Regions from separate parts of the Sus scrofa genome. Here region 2 is linked to region 1. Evidence: chromatin contacts called from public Hi-C data. All regions are on one chromosome and are shown on one strand. Each heading gives the region's core, a stretch centred on a gene start, on an enhancer-like site or on the middle of the called end of the contact. The rest is flanking DNA. Distances are from core to core; before and after follow the strand shown. Region 1 holds the start of PLA2G15 (group XV phospholipase A2). Region 2 holds the start of SMPD3 (sphingomyelin phosphodiesterase 3).

What was found. A called contact is a pair of places that touch in the nucleus more often than the background predicts.
Region 2: a Hi-C map of embryonic fibroblasts shows a contact between it and region 1, with 3 times the contacts expected there. The contact joins the promoter of SMPD3 here to the promoter of PLA2G15 in region 1. A contact is called at or near these places in 1 of 5 promoter capture datasets (liver) and 4 of 47 Hi-C or Micro-C datasets (embryonic fibroblasts, liver and undifferentiated spermatogonia).

The regions. Positions count from the first base shown.
Region 1 is chr6:28,816,096-28,823,045 of Sscrofa11.1, forward strand. It overlaps PLA2G15 (group XV phospholipase A2), which reads left to right and starts at 4,525. Exons shown (of 5, transcript XM_021094161.1): 1 at 4,525-4,780. The coding sequence starts at 4,672.
Region 2 is chr6:29,021,319-29,028,268 of Sscrofa11.1, forward strand. It overlaps SMPD3 (sphingomyelin phosphodiesterase 3), which reads right to left and starts at 4,079. Exons shown (of 9, transcript XM_005655777.3): 1 at 3,879-4,079.

The sequences.
Region 1 (6,950 bases), core at 3,275-5,774:
TGGGTATTTTGGGAAAAAGGAACGTGGTCCCGCCAACTTGCCCAAAAGCTAGCGAAATCCCTTGGAGGCCTGCCACTAAGACAGCAGGCATTGTAGCTGCAGGTACCTGAAGGTCCAGGCAGATACAGGGTGAGGTTCCTCACCTGGGGAGTGTGGCTATTCTCTCAGACCTCCAAGGCCTGTAAGAGTGGTGTAAAATATCTCTCCCTCCTGGGAGATATTTCTCTGTGGAGGAGGATTCACCGCTGGGTGCTTGCTTGGGATCCATCGCAGCGATCCACACTTGTCGGCCCAGGCCCATCCCCACCCTCAGCGGCCAGAAGCCACCAGTGGGGGCAGCTGCAACCCTTCCTTACCTCCCAGGCCCCCAGGGGAGCAAGTGCATTGGAGTTCCCACCTCCCTTGCTTTTGCCTCGAAATAGCCGCTGAGTACCCACCAGAGGGCGCGCTGACTCTGTAGTCTGGAACCAGGTGTTGCTGGTCAAGGAGGAGCTGGCACTAGAGGGCTTGACCCTGGAGGGATGCTCCAGGTCTTTGGGTGAAAGGGGAAGCCCTTGGCACCGCCCCACCCCAAGGACACTAACCTCCCACTTGAGGGTCTTCTCTCGAGGCTCCTAGCTCTCTGTACAAAGGCCAAGGTTTTAAGCTTAGATTTCAGGGCCCTGCACCATTTTCACTCCCTGCGTACTCCAGATACACTGCTGTGATCTTTCAGGTCTCCAGACTGCTGCACATGCTAAGCTCCCTGCGTGGAGCACCCATCTAATTACTCATCCTTTTATTTTCCTGGCAAATTCCTATCTATCCTTCAAGACACAGCTCTAGTAATTCATCCTCCAGGCAGCCTTCCTTGATGTCTAGGCCAGGTTAGAAGCATTGTTCTGGGCCCCTTATCCCAGGATTCTGTCATGATTGGGTCAGTGTTTGGCTTCTCAGGACTCCAGGAAGCCGGGCAGCAGAGGAATAGAAGCCTGCTGAGCTGTGAGCTTTAAGAAGATTCATTTAGCCTCCAAACAGGCTCAGCTCTGGCTACCAAACCAGCTCAGAGGCCCTAGTCTTGATTGGGTTCCCACAAGCCCAGCCACACACCTGGTCCAGGCGGGGGAACTTAGAGCTTTATCGAGGGAGAGGGGCTGCAAAGGGCCAGGTTACAAGAGTTCCCGTTGTGGTGCAGTGGAAATGAATCCAGCTAGTAACCATGAGGTTGCAGGTTCAATCTCTGGCCTCACTCAGTGGGTTGAGGTTTCAGCGTTGCCATGAGCTGTGGTGTGGGTCACAGACGCGGCTTGGATCCTGCATTGATGTAGACTGGCCGCTGTAGCTCCGATTCAACCCCTAGCCTAGGAACTTCCATGTGCTGTGGGTGCAGCCCTCAAAAAGCAAAAAGGAAAAGGGGGGGGGGGTATCGGGTTACACAGGAGGGACAGATTCTCACCTGAAGAAGACACCTCATCTGGCCTGGCTCTTCAGTCTCATGATTTACTCCCTCTTCTAGCCTTTACCCAGAATGTTCTACTCCACCGTAACACTTTGTCTTTTTCCCAGTCTTTCCCAGAGCTCACATCCAACCCCGCGGCCCTCGCAGTCCCTTATTTTCTTCTCTAGGTCTGACAGGCGCCAGGACCTTATCCTGGAAAGAGGGAGCATTATAAGGAAGAGGTTCATCACTCATTCATTCAACATCTGTTAAGCATCTGCTGTGTGCCAGGGACTATGCTGGTGGTAACTCGTAACTGAGGAGGTGACAGTTCATAGGACCGAGGAGGGGCTGGCTCTTCCAACGGCTATATTTTAATGAGAGCTAGGCAGGGGCTGCTTCAAAGACAGTGGTCATGTCTGAGCTGAGACCTAATTGCAGAGCTCAGTTGAGTCCCCACAATTGGGGTCTTCAGAGTGGTCTCAGTGCAACAAGTACAGAAGTCCTGAGGGAGAATGAAGTTGTCCCGTTCTAGGCAGCAAGGGAGGCGTTGAGGCTGGAGATGAGAAAGCTGGGAAGAGGGAGAGTAGAAGTTGGGGGAAATAGCCAGAATACCTTACATGGCCCTCACTCACTGTAAGTGAGATGCATATGATGCATGCAATGGGAGGGTTGTGAGTGGGTTAGGTGGACAGTGATGGGACCTGATTTTTTTTTTTTTTTTTTTTTGCTTCCTTTTAGGCCTTAGGCCCGCACTCACGGCACATGGAGGTTCCCAGGCTAGGGGTCAAATTGGAGTTGTAGCTGCTGGCCTAAGCCACAGCCACAGCAATGCCAAATCCAAGCCGTGTCTGCAACCTATACCACAGCTCAGGCAATTCCAGATCCTTAACCTGCTGAGCAAGGCCAGGGATTGAACCTGCATCCTCATGGATGCTAGTCAGATTTGTTCCTATGGAGCCACAACAGGAACTCCCTGATTTAATTTTTAGTGCCACAGGAATAAGGGCATAGATTGGACATCAATAAGGAAGACACTGGAGTTCCCGTCATGGCGCAGCGGAAAAAAATCCAACAAGGGAACCATGAGGTTGTGGGTTCGATCCCTGGCCTTGCTCAGTGGGTTAAGGATCCGGTGTTGCTGTGAGCTGTAGGCTGGCAGTTATAGCTCCCATTTGACCCCTAGCCTGGGAACTTCCATATGCCTTGGGTGCAGCCCTGAAAAGACAAAAGACTATATGGATGAGGGTAGTTTGGTTTGGGGAGGGTAGAGTTGGCAAAACCTGGTGACCACCTAGTTGTGGGTCTGAGAGTCAAGGAGGTATCTAGAGTCCAGGATGACCCCAGGTCTGTAGCCAGAATAATCATGTAGATGGTGGGGTCATAGTCAAAAGGGGAGACCTTCACCTGCTGCCCCCTCTCCACAGTGCCAGCACAGGTTATTGCTGACCAGGCCTTGGCACCCCCTCCCTCCATGGCCATAATCCTATCATCTGCAGGAACTATGGGAGTGGGCACCAGGGAACCAAGGACAGGGCCACACTTCGAGGCGCCTGTGGTCACCTGAGGCTGCTAGGCTGAGAAGACATTCAGACTGTGGCTGTAGTCCAAGGCAGCCTAGATTGTCCTGATTCTTATCCTACCCCCACTTAGCACTTGCCCTGGCAGGAGGGCCTCTAGGTTCTCTCACACTGGCCCTCTGCTGGGGCCTGGGTTGAAGGTGAGGGAGGCAGTGGTTTTAGAAGGTGGATCCCCTGGGCCAGGGTCTGAGGTGAGAGATAGCTGGACCTTAGGAGAGGAGGGTACCCCAATTACCAATGTGCTTCACTAAAAGAACACAAGAGAGGCAGGCCAAGACAGTGAGTATGTTCATTGACTGTCACTCCAGAGAGGCTGGATAAAGAGGAAAAAAGAAGGGAGGGAGGGAGGGGCAGGACAGAAGTCTTGGGACCAGCCAGGCATAACCAGGGTGTTTACTGGCCCTCCAGAGAGGGTATGTGAAGGATCAAGACCTCCAGTCTCCAAACACGCTGGTCTCTCTATTCCAGAATGAAGTATGGTACTGGAGTATTACTGGCTGTTAAGTCTTTTGCCCACTCTATTCACCCCAATTCCATGTGCAGAGTCTGTGTCCTCTCTGGAATGAGTTTGCATGGGGTGGGAGTGGCCTGGGGCATGAGATTCCAACACCACCCCTCCTGCTTTTCGTAGAAACTTGCAGATGGCCATGGCACTGGGTTGAGGCTCAAGCTCACTCTTTTTTTTTTTTTTTTTGTCTTTTTTGTCTTTTGTCTTTTGTTGTTGTTGTTGTTGCTATTTCTTGGGCCGCTCCCGCGGCATATGGAGGTTCCCAGGCTAGGGGTCGAATCGGAGCTGTAGCCACCGGCCTACGCCAGAGCCACAGCAACGCGGGATCCGAGCCACGTCTGCAACCTGCACCACAGCTCACGGCAACGCCGGATCGTTAACCCACTGAGCAAGGGCAGGGACCGAACCAGCAACCTCATGGTTCCTAGTCGGATTCGTTAACCACTGCGCCATGACGGGAACTCCTCAAGCTCACTCTTGCTTAACCCAGCCAGCGAACTGCTTGGTCAAGGCGAAGTGGTGTTTATGAAACCCCGAAACAGGCGAACTGAATTCTCACTGGAAAGAGAAATGCTTACCAGGCTAATGTTGCCTGAACCCAGATGCCCTTGGGGCAGAGTGCAAAGAACCAGCCTGGGAGATGCATAAGGTTGCTGGTCAGCTCCTGGTCCCAAGTTCCAGAACTAGTTGCCGGGGAATGACTTATCCCCTTTTTCCTCTTATTTGATCCGGGTCACTCAGCAGCAGCGAGCATTGGACCCGCTCGGCCCGGCGCATTCTAGATCCCTGGTAAGGGAGGCGCCAGGAATCGGGGGTGAGGGCTACGCAGCGTGGACTTTGGGGTGTCCAGCGGCGAGCTGGGTCCGACCAGCTGGGAATATGAGTGGAAACCGGGCTGAGCCTCAGCCGATCGATGCACTCGGCGTGCAGCGCGGTTAAGGGAGTTGGCCCGGGATGAGCAGGGGCGGGGCGGTGAGCTCTGACTGGGAGGGACGCCCAGGCAGCGAGTCCCTATTGGCAGACCATTTGCAGGAGGCGGGCCCTGATTGGCCCAGCCTCTGTGAAGGCTGTGAGCGGCGGGGTTAAGTGCGTCGCCGCCGCCCGGGCCTAGGCACGAGACGCGAGAGCTGAATCCGCACCTCAGACCAGCAGCTGCAGTCGCTGCTATGGGTCTCTGCCCCTACCGCGCCGCCCTGCTTCCGAGTGTCCTCCTGTTCCTCCTGATGCTCACAGACCCGGCGCTCCCAGCCGGACGTCCCCCACCGGTGGTGCTAGGTAAGGCGCGCGTCCAGTCGTGGGTCCGTTTGTTCGTGCGTCCAGCTGGATGGGGCTCGGGCGAGGCTGTCTTCCAGTTCTGCATCTGCTCTAAGCATGGGATTGGGGAAGATATGACTGTCTTGTCACCTGGGTCGGTCCGTCCGCTTCCCGCTTTGCTGGGCGCGGGTGTGGTGAAACTCTTGTCACCTTCCACTGTAGAATATAGGGATAAGTGGGATGGTTACCGCGCATTTGTGCGTCAGTTCAGTCGTTATTCCCAAACATGTCAGCCCCAAACATCCCCATTTTTCACCTGGAAAGACCGAGGCCCTTTGGCCCCGCAAAGGAGGTGGGGTGGCTTCGGAGTTGGCTCTCAGAAGCCTCAGCGTTGACTTGGGCCTGGCTAGAAGATGGTCTCCCTTTGCCTTTCAAGCCCCACAAGTTTCAGAGTGCATTACTGAAAGGAAGTTCTTTGGAGAAAGGATTCCTCTCCTAGCCTTCCACGAGGGCTCCGCCTGACTTAGCAAATGTGTGGCCCTGAGCCTGAGAGAAGAGGCTCAAGGGTATCCGAGGGTGGCCATAGACAGAGGTAGGAGTTGAGACAATGACTGTGAACAGATGTCATACTCTACCCTTACTTCTGCCACACCTTCTTGGACTACGCTATGTTGGGGTTAGGCAACCTCCCCTGCCTGTGTTCTCCTTGGTCCTGGCCCAGGCCGCTCAGTGTTTCCTACTGGTGGGTGTGGACATGGATGAGGCCTCTGTCTTGAGGGCTTTGGGTACCTCATTCAGGCCGTGACCAGCCAGGACTCTAGAAGGCAGAGGCATGCTGAGGTATACGTTACATACTGAACGGCTGCAGCATGACCCCCCCCCCCATGCTCTTTCTACTGTAGTGTTTTAATGAGGATGATGCAGATCACAGAGGGTGGGGTTGGCATGCAGTCCCAGGCACGCCCACCAGGAGCTCTGGGCCAAGAAATGCTCCAGGGGTATGCCAAGTTCACCAGAGGGTCTGGGCAGATTTGGTCCTGCTTCCCCTAAGCTGGCAGGATGATCCTGAGAGCTGAGGTCTGTGATAGGCAAACACAGAGAATCCACCAACCCAGTCGGGGAAGGCTTCCTGGAGTACGCAGCTGGGGCTGAGGCCCAGAGAGAGCTCCAGGCAGAGGGAACTGCATATCGGAGGGAGGGAACTAAGCAGTCCTGGCTGCCTGGAATGGAGTGGGGGCAGGGGTGGATTGTGCGGGCCTCGTGACTGGATGGGTCATCCGGACTTTATCGTGGGGGCCTTTAGGGAGCCTTATGTGAACCTAAGGAGTTTTGAGTATGAACACTGTGGCATTGGGAAGTGTGTGGTCTCTGACTGGACTGGTCCTAGGCCTTTTTACCTCATTAATTCGTTCAGTTCTGGGTTATCCTGGGTCACAGCAGAAGAGCCTCAGGCCTCACCTAGAGGCTCAGAGTAACTGGAATCCTAACCTGCCTAACTCGTCAGAGTATGAGGCTATTGGCATTAATCCTGGGAAACCCCATTGTGGGCAGCAGACAAGCTCTTCCTGGGCACAGAGCAGGGACCGACCTGACCTTGACCATCAGAGGATTGGCATCCAAGGGTGACTGGTCTCTATGGGTGGGACCCAGATTGAAGGGAGAGGAAGCAGAAGCCAGAGAAGGGGTACAGAAGACCCTGGGCAAGGGGAAGGGACTGTAGCAAGCCATTTCCACCTCTCACCCTCAGTCGCCTTATCTATAAAGTAGACATAATAAGGATATTCTCAGTGTTATGTGAGGTTAAATGCACATGGATGCCTCCTATTCTAGTTTTTGGTGTAAAGAGGCTCTGGAAGTGACCACTGGTGTTTTTAAAGGCCGCACAGCCTGGCCAGGGCAAAGGGTATCCAGATGAAGCAGATCAGGTGACTTCCTCTTTCAGGCATTTCCTCTCTGGTGGAGACAGTGACTGAGGTCTTTACACTGTCCTGCGTGGTCCATAGGCATGTCATCCAGAGGCTATCATTCTGGGGACTCCCTACTTCTACACCACCTCATGAAGGGAGGTAAAGGCAGGTGCCACACTTGCCTGCCATGGTTGCTCTGAGGACACTGTAGGGTGGTGCACAGGAAGGGTGTGCCCTCTGCAGGATTGGGGTCACAGCCAGAGCCCAGTGAATGCCCAGGAGAG
Region 2 (6,950 bases), core at 2,829-5,328, 200 kb after region 1:
ATTTTTACTTTATGATACTGAGTCACATAGTTCAATGCAAATCACACTGATGCCAAAGTAAGAACAATACCAGGTATTTAAATACCTCTTTTCCTTTTGGGAGCTCTAAAGAATTTGTGGCTGTGTGAAATCCTTTTAGAGCAACTCTAGGAAAGGAGACACCTGTCACTTGATGGGCATTTAAGACTGAGCATCCATCTCCCCTACTCCCATCATTAGGCCTGAAGGAGCCAGGGTTTGTCAGTTCTTTGCATTTAGTAATAGCTTCCTGATATCTGCATTTTCTGGGGCATATTGTGTTCTTTTTCTTTTCTTTTTTTTGTCTTTTTGCCTTTTCTAGGGCTGCTTCCCACAGCATATGGAGGTTCCCAGGCTAGGGGTCCAATCAGAGCTGCAGCTGCCAGCTTTCGCCAGAGCCACAGCAACGCAGGATCCGAGCCATGTCTGCAACCTACACCACAGCTCATGGCAATGCTGGATCCTTAACCTGCTGAGCAAGGCCAGGGTTCACCCGCAACCTCATGGTTCCTAGTCAGATTTGTTAACCACTGAGCCACAACAGGAACTCCTGGGCCATATTGTTGATAAGGAAGAAGAAAGCTTATGTTTGAAAAATTTGTTTTTGACTAATCTAAATTAGTGATTTAATTATGAGGAAGAGAGGAGGATAAAAGTAGAATAGGAAGAAAAAGGAGAAGGGAATTGAAGGAGAGGAAAAGACAGGGTATATGCTTAAACCTCCTTGAGCCTGATAAATATTTTTCATGCATTTTTCTCATAAATAAATTTGATGCCCACCCCTAATTGGATGGAAACTTGAACAAAGGCGTTTAGGTCCTCTTTAAATATTTCCACATGCATGAGGACAGTGTCAGTTCCATCACTTGAAGGAACTGTGTACAAGAACATCAACTCAGGACTCCATAAGCAGGCAGGTAGCCACTAAGTAGAAAGGTTTGTGGTTTTCACCAAACAATGCCCACACCCACCTTGAGCTTTCACACCTTGGGCCAGTGTTAGTTGCCAAATTGCAGCTTGGTTTCACTTCTGCCCAGCAGAGGTCGCTGTGGATACTTGTAGAGACTGGTTGGGGCAGGGCTGGGCTGGATGGTAGCTCTACTGTCTGTTAACTGCTCTTCCTCTAGGTCCACTGCCCCTCGTTGTATGGGAAAAGGAGTCTCAGGTGGGGATTATCTCAAAGCCACACAGCACCTTTGCATAAAAGTGCTGTGAAATGGAGGTCACTTAGTGGGAATGGGCAGGTTTGAGAGGGTTATCCTCATCCTCTAGGGTTATCTATCCATAGTGATATCTTTGTGACACATTTGTGTCCTCTCTACAAGTGCACCTGGTATTACTGAGAGGCCACCTGTCACTGACCTGCAACTCCAACCCCATGGCCCTTCCAGATAGAGATCCAAGTGACAAAAGTTGTCTTGCCACACAGTCTTGCACCCATATCGTAAGAACTCTCCTGGAGTTCCTGTTGTGGCACAGTGGAAACAATCCAAATAGTATCCATGAGGACGAGGGTTCAATCCCTGGCCTTGCTCAGTGGGTTAAGGATCCAGGGTTGCTGTGAACTGTGGTGTAGGTCAAAGACACAGCTTGGATCCAGCATTGCTGTGGCTGTGGCATGGGCCAACAGCTGTAACTCTGTTTCAGCCCCTAACCTGGGAACTTCCATATGCCGCGAGTGCAGCCCAAAAGGCAAAAACAAACAAACAAAAAAACAAAGAAGGAACCCCTCTGCTTATGAGCTCCCCAAGCCTCACTTGTCAGCCTATGATGGTGGGGGACAGAATTCTGGTCCTCAGGCAGCCCACTGCAGCAGGATAAGGTTTCTGAGGGATGGGAAAGGCAGGGCACTGGTGAGGATGTTAGGGTCAGACCCAAGGCACCAAAAGGGCTGAAGAGGGCTCCACTTACTTGTGCGGTCCCACTTTCTGGGCCGCACCACATGCACATGGCCTGAAGCTATCTTTACCTGAGGGAATCCAGTGGACTTTAGGTCGTTACTGTGATTTGAGAGTTGAAGGTGACTACCCTGCTCCCCGCCTCTGAGGCCAACAGTACTTCATTCTTTTCACACACAGCCAGCCAGATGCACAAGCTCACTATGACACGCATGTGAACACTAGAGCACACCTTGGCACCTCCCTAGTCATACACATTCACACTCAAACTCTGACCCACACCATTGCCCATGCAAACATTACACTCTGACACACACACACACACACACACACACACACACACGACCAAATTTGACCTAACATGGCTGATGGAGTGGGTGGGGTTGGGAGGGGTTAGTCAGGATGATCCTGCGGACCCTGACTCACTCATGCCTCGAACCTTGGGTCCCTTCTGCGAGGCAGAACCCCTTGCCTGTCCACGTCCTCATGGTCACAGGTCTTGAACGCCCCACAGACGGGACCCTGTTACCATTGCACACACAGCACCCGGAGGCAGGACCCGCGGGGGTGGGAGTTGGCGGGGGGGTGGGGTGGGAGGGAAGGGTGTGGGGTATATAGTGCCCTGCCCCGCGCGGCCGCCTCCTCCCTCGGGATTTTCCATCCCCGCTCGCGCGGGCCCGCGAGGAGCCAGCACGCTTTGTCTCCTGCCTGGCTTCTGTCACGCTTCCGCGGAAGCTCCCCGCGCCGCACCCGAACCCCCCCTCCCTCGGCCTCGCCCCCCGCCCAGCCGGTGGCGCAGGCCCGCCAGTGCGGCGACCGCGGCTTTGTCCTCCCTCGGATGCTGGGGCCGAGCTTGAAAGCCCTGCGCTCAGAGCGGCCGCCGCGTGGCTGGGAGATAGGTGTCTGTAGCTGGATCTGAGGCGCACCCTGCGCCGAGCGGAACAGCCCGAGGGTCTACAGCCGCGGTGGGCGTCTACCTGGAGCTTCAGGGTGCCCGAGAGGGGACTAGCCCTGTCCCGCCCAGCACGTGCCCATCCGGGTCTGGCTCCCCGATGCGGTACAGGAGCACGGGCTCCGGAGTGGGGCGGGGAGGGTCGTCTCGACTAAGGGCCCCTGGCCTGGACCGAGGTAGAGGGGGGTCAAGGTGGTAAGGCGTGGAAGGGGAGAGGCCAGGGAGGTTCCTCAATCCCTCTTACTTTTCCCCACTGCACACCTCACCCCCTGGCCACTCTGACCTTAGGCGCGGGGCCCAGATCGCAAAGGACCCTGAGAACCCGTCAGTGCTTTCCTGTACCGGCGACTCCTGTCAGAGTAGGGAGGGGTCTCCCAGCCTTTACCCTCACATCTCATTTTCCCCTACCCCCCATAACCAAGGCGGGTCCAGGTGGGAGGGGAAGAGTCCTCTGTCTCCATCTTCATCCCGTTTCCCCTCCTCAGAAGCCCTCGGCTTCAGCAGAGAGATGAGTACTAGGATAGGTGTTCATGACATCCCCAAACAGCCCTTCCTCAATAATCCCAGAAGATTCTGAGCAGACGAGGAGGCGTCCCGCTGTTTTATCCATTCCATCCAGACTCTTTGTAACCTTAAGGAGCCGAGGTGTTGTGGGGAAGAGTCCCCCTTCCTCTGAATCTTTCATCTCAAGACACTTTCCCATTCTCAATAATCCAGGCAGCCTGGACTTCAGGCACTAGAGGAGAGAAGCTCCAAGCTCTTAACGCCCTCTCACTAGGGATGGAGGGGCAGGTCACCAGCCCTCTACCTTCACGCTCAAGAGCCCCCTTCACCATAAGACAAAAACTAACCAAAGCTGCTCCGACCTCAGACGCGGGGCCACAGTCAGCAGCGCTCCAGGACAATGGTCTTGAGGGCGGTGAGGACAGGTCCCATCAACTCACCAGGCCCCCTCATGCCTCAATTCATTCCCTCCCCAATAAAACAAAAGCGAATCTGAAAGCACCGACCTCAGAAAGGCTGGAGGGCGGTCTAGGAGCTCCTCCGAGCTCTTCACGGCTCCAGCTTCTAGGCGATGCCTCTCGCGACGGCGACGGCGCGGTACGCGGCTGCGACCGCGGCGCCTGCAACCTCGGCTCGCGCAACCGGAGCCTCCCTCGGACTCAGCACCTGGAGAGGCGAACAGCTCCGCGCCTCATTCCGATGACCCCGCCTCCTCCGTGCCTCCGTAGCCAATGGCCACCCGGGCCCCGCCCAGGAGGCCGCCCATTGGGGGGGTGCAGTCCCGGCTCCCTGCTGCCCCGCCCGCGGGTTCCTCTGTCTCTCTAGCAGGACCTCATTCCCCAGAGACGCCGGAGTTTTACGCGCCGGCTTCTGGAACCTGTAGTCCTTTAAGGACGCAGAGTGGGCTCAAGTCGCGGGCAGGTAACCAGAGGTGGACTGCATTTCCCAGAGTGCATTGACGAAACGCAGGCGCTGAGGAGGGCGGGAGGACTGTTTCTATAGCAAAGGCGGCTGGTTGGGAGTGGCTGACGGAGAAATGGGGCAGGCCGTGGGACCCTCGAAGGATTGTGCAGGATTTCGGGCGGCCTCTTAGGAGGCCGTTTCTATTCTTGTCTGTCCTCGATCCCCACTCCGGGAGCTGGGCTTCAGTTTTCTTATCTGGAAAGAGGGGCATGGAGTCGTCTCTCCACCCACACTCTGCGGTGTTAGGGCAATTCGAGAGCAAGCCCCTTTGGTTTGCCTAGCAAAGGTGAGAGAGGAAGGATACCTTCGACATGAGAGTGGAAGGGGCACGTTCTGAGTTTTATCCCTTTATTTTTGCCTCGATCTTGTCATTGAGCGCTTTGCTTTTGGTCATTTTCCTTGGGCCTTCCTGTCCTGGGTTCTGGCCTCCTTCACGACACCCCCCATACCTCAGGCAGGGTCTCTCACAGCGTAGCCAGGGGGGTGCCTCTCCTGCTTGAAACCCTTCGCCCAGCTTCTCACTGCCTCCAGAATTAAATCCACTTTTTTCAGTATCAATGTAAAGGCCCTTCAAGATCTGAACTTTGGAGGCTGGGAAGCCTCAAGCGCCCGTTCTCTCCCATAGGTTCCTCCCCCCTCCACTCAGCTAACCCCGCACACTCTTCAGGCCCCAGCCTAGACGCAGCCTCCTCAGGGAAGTCTTTCCAGAGGCCCGGCTCAGTTTGAGGTACCTCACCTTGTGTTTGAGCAGCACCCTTTACTTCCCCTGTTCTGTTTGCGTGTTTGAGTGCCTATCTTCTGTACTAGATTGTAAAATCCACATAGCAAGGACCATGTCTATATTATTCATATTTATAGTCCAGCACCTGTAGTGTCCGGCACATAGTAGTGTATTATATATATATATATATATATATTTTTTTTTCCTTTTTTAGGGCCACACCCATGGCCTATGGAGGTTCCCAGGCTAGGGGTTGAATTGGAGCTTCAGCTGCCAGCCTACACCACAACCACAGCAACACCAGATCCAAGCCTCGTCTACGACCCACTCCACAGCTCACAACAGCGCCAGATCCCTAACCCATTAATCAAGGCTAGGGATCGAACCCGCGTCCTCATGGATGCTAGTCAGATACGTTTCCGCAGAGCCACAACAGGAACTCCTCAATAGGTGTTTGTTGAATTGAAAATGAGTGTACAGGAATCAAATTTTCCTCATACCTCCATGATCTTGCTATCCTAAAGTCAGGTGTTTCCCATTGCTGAGAGCATTCAACTAAAGGGATGCAACCCCCTTGAAGAAATGCTCATGTCATTCATACAGTGGATTGGAATTTGGCCTGAGTGCTTTGAAGGCCTTTCAATTCCACGATGCCAGAGAGTGATAGATTCATGCCCTTTATTCCTTGGAAGTTCTGTCAGTTCTCCCCTAAATGTCATTAGTTCTTTGTGTTCCTCTATTTCTAGCTGTTGGCCCTTCTTCTATGTCTAAACATCCTACCTCCCACTCCCTTTCTGGGAAAGATCTGCTCCTGTCAGTTATGAAGTAAAGACAGTCTGAGATCCCTGCCCTTCTTTTAGTCCTCTGCCCAGTGTCATAGAACCCTGGTGGTGATATCCCACCTTGCTAGGTAGCATCTTTTCTGAATCTTTCCCCACTCAAGGTCCCCAGTGTTGGTCAGATGGTCCAGTTAATCCCACACATGCTTCGTATGTCACTTCATCCAGACATTTTTGGGTGTATTTTAGCTAAAGCATTCTTGGGATAATGCCTTAATAAACAGGAGAGTTAATTTATGGCCAAAGAAGTAACCAGGGAAGCTATTAATATAAACCTGTTTCAAATCAAAAAGACAGAGCCTGAGACAACAACTGTGCCATTCTTGAGTTAATGACATCCAGAGAGGGAAGGCCAGAATGGGGCAATGAGTCAAATGGATTGCATTTAGGGGAGAACTACTGGACTTCTAAGAGGCATGGCGGAGGGGCTTTGATCCTCCTGGCCTAAACCATGAGGAAAGGCCTTTGGGGCTGAGTGGACACATGGAGGCCTCATTACTAAAGATGAGAAAACTGTAGGGAGGCAGGGGCAGTAGGATTTGTGCTGACAGACTGTCTAATTCTGTGGATGCAGTGAGAGCAGAGGCTGTTGGAAAAGCGGGAAGGCAGAGGACTACACTACAGGGCAGGCATCAGCACAGCATCGGCAAAGTATCTGCAGAGGGCTACCAAAGAAGACCTCCTGGAGCCACACTTGAAACTCTAGAGGTAAGTTTACCCTTCAGAAGTAGTGCTAATGTTTAGGAAATTGATGTAAGTAGGGTAAAAGTCAGGATTCCACGATTCTTCCCGAAAGCAGCAACTAAAATAGTATCGGCCCAGCCAAGCAGAGTCAGGAAACCTGGATCCTAATTCTGATTTTACCGCTAATCAGAGAGATGTGTGACCTGGGCTGCACTTGTTTCTTCCATTGTAAAATGGTATTTATTGGTGGTAGGGAGCAGCTAATAAGATGGTGGTGGGGAAATTTACTAGCTTTGTGACTTTGTATAAACCACCTTCTCGGATCTGCCCTTGGCTTATTCGACAGTATTGTAATGGAGAAATAAAACACC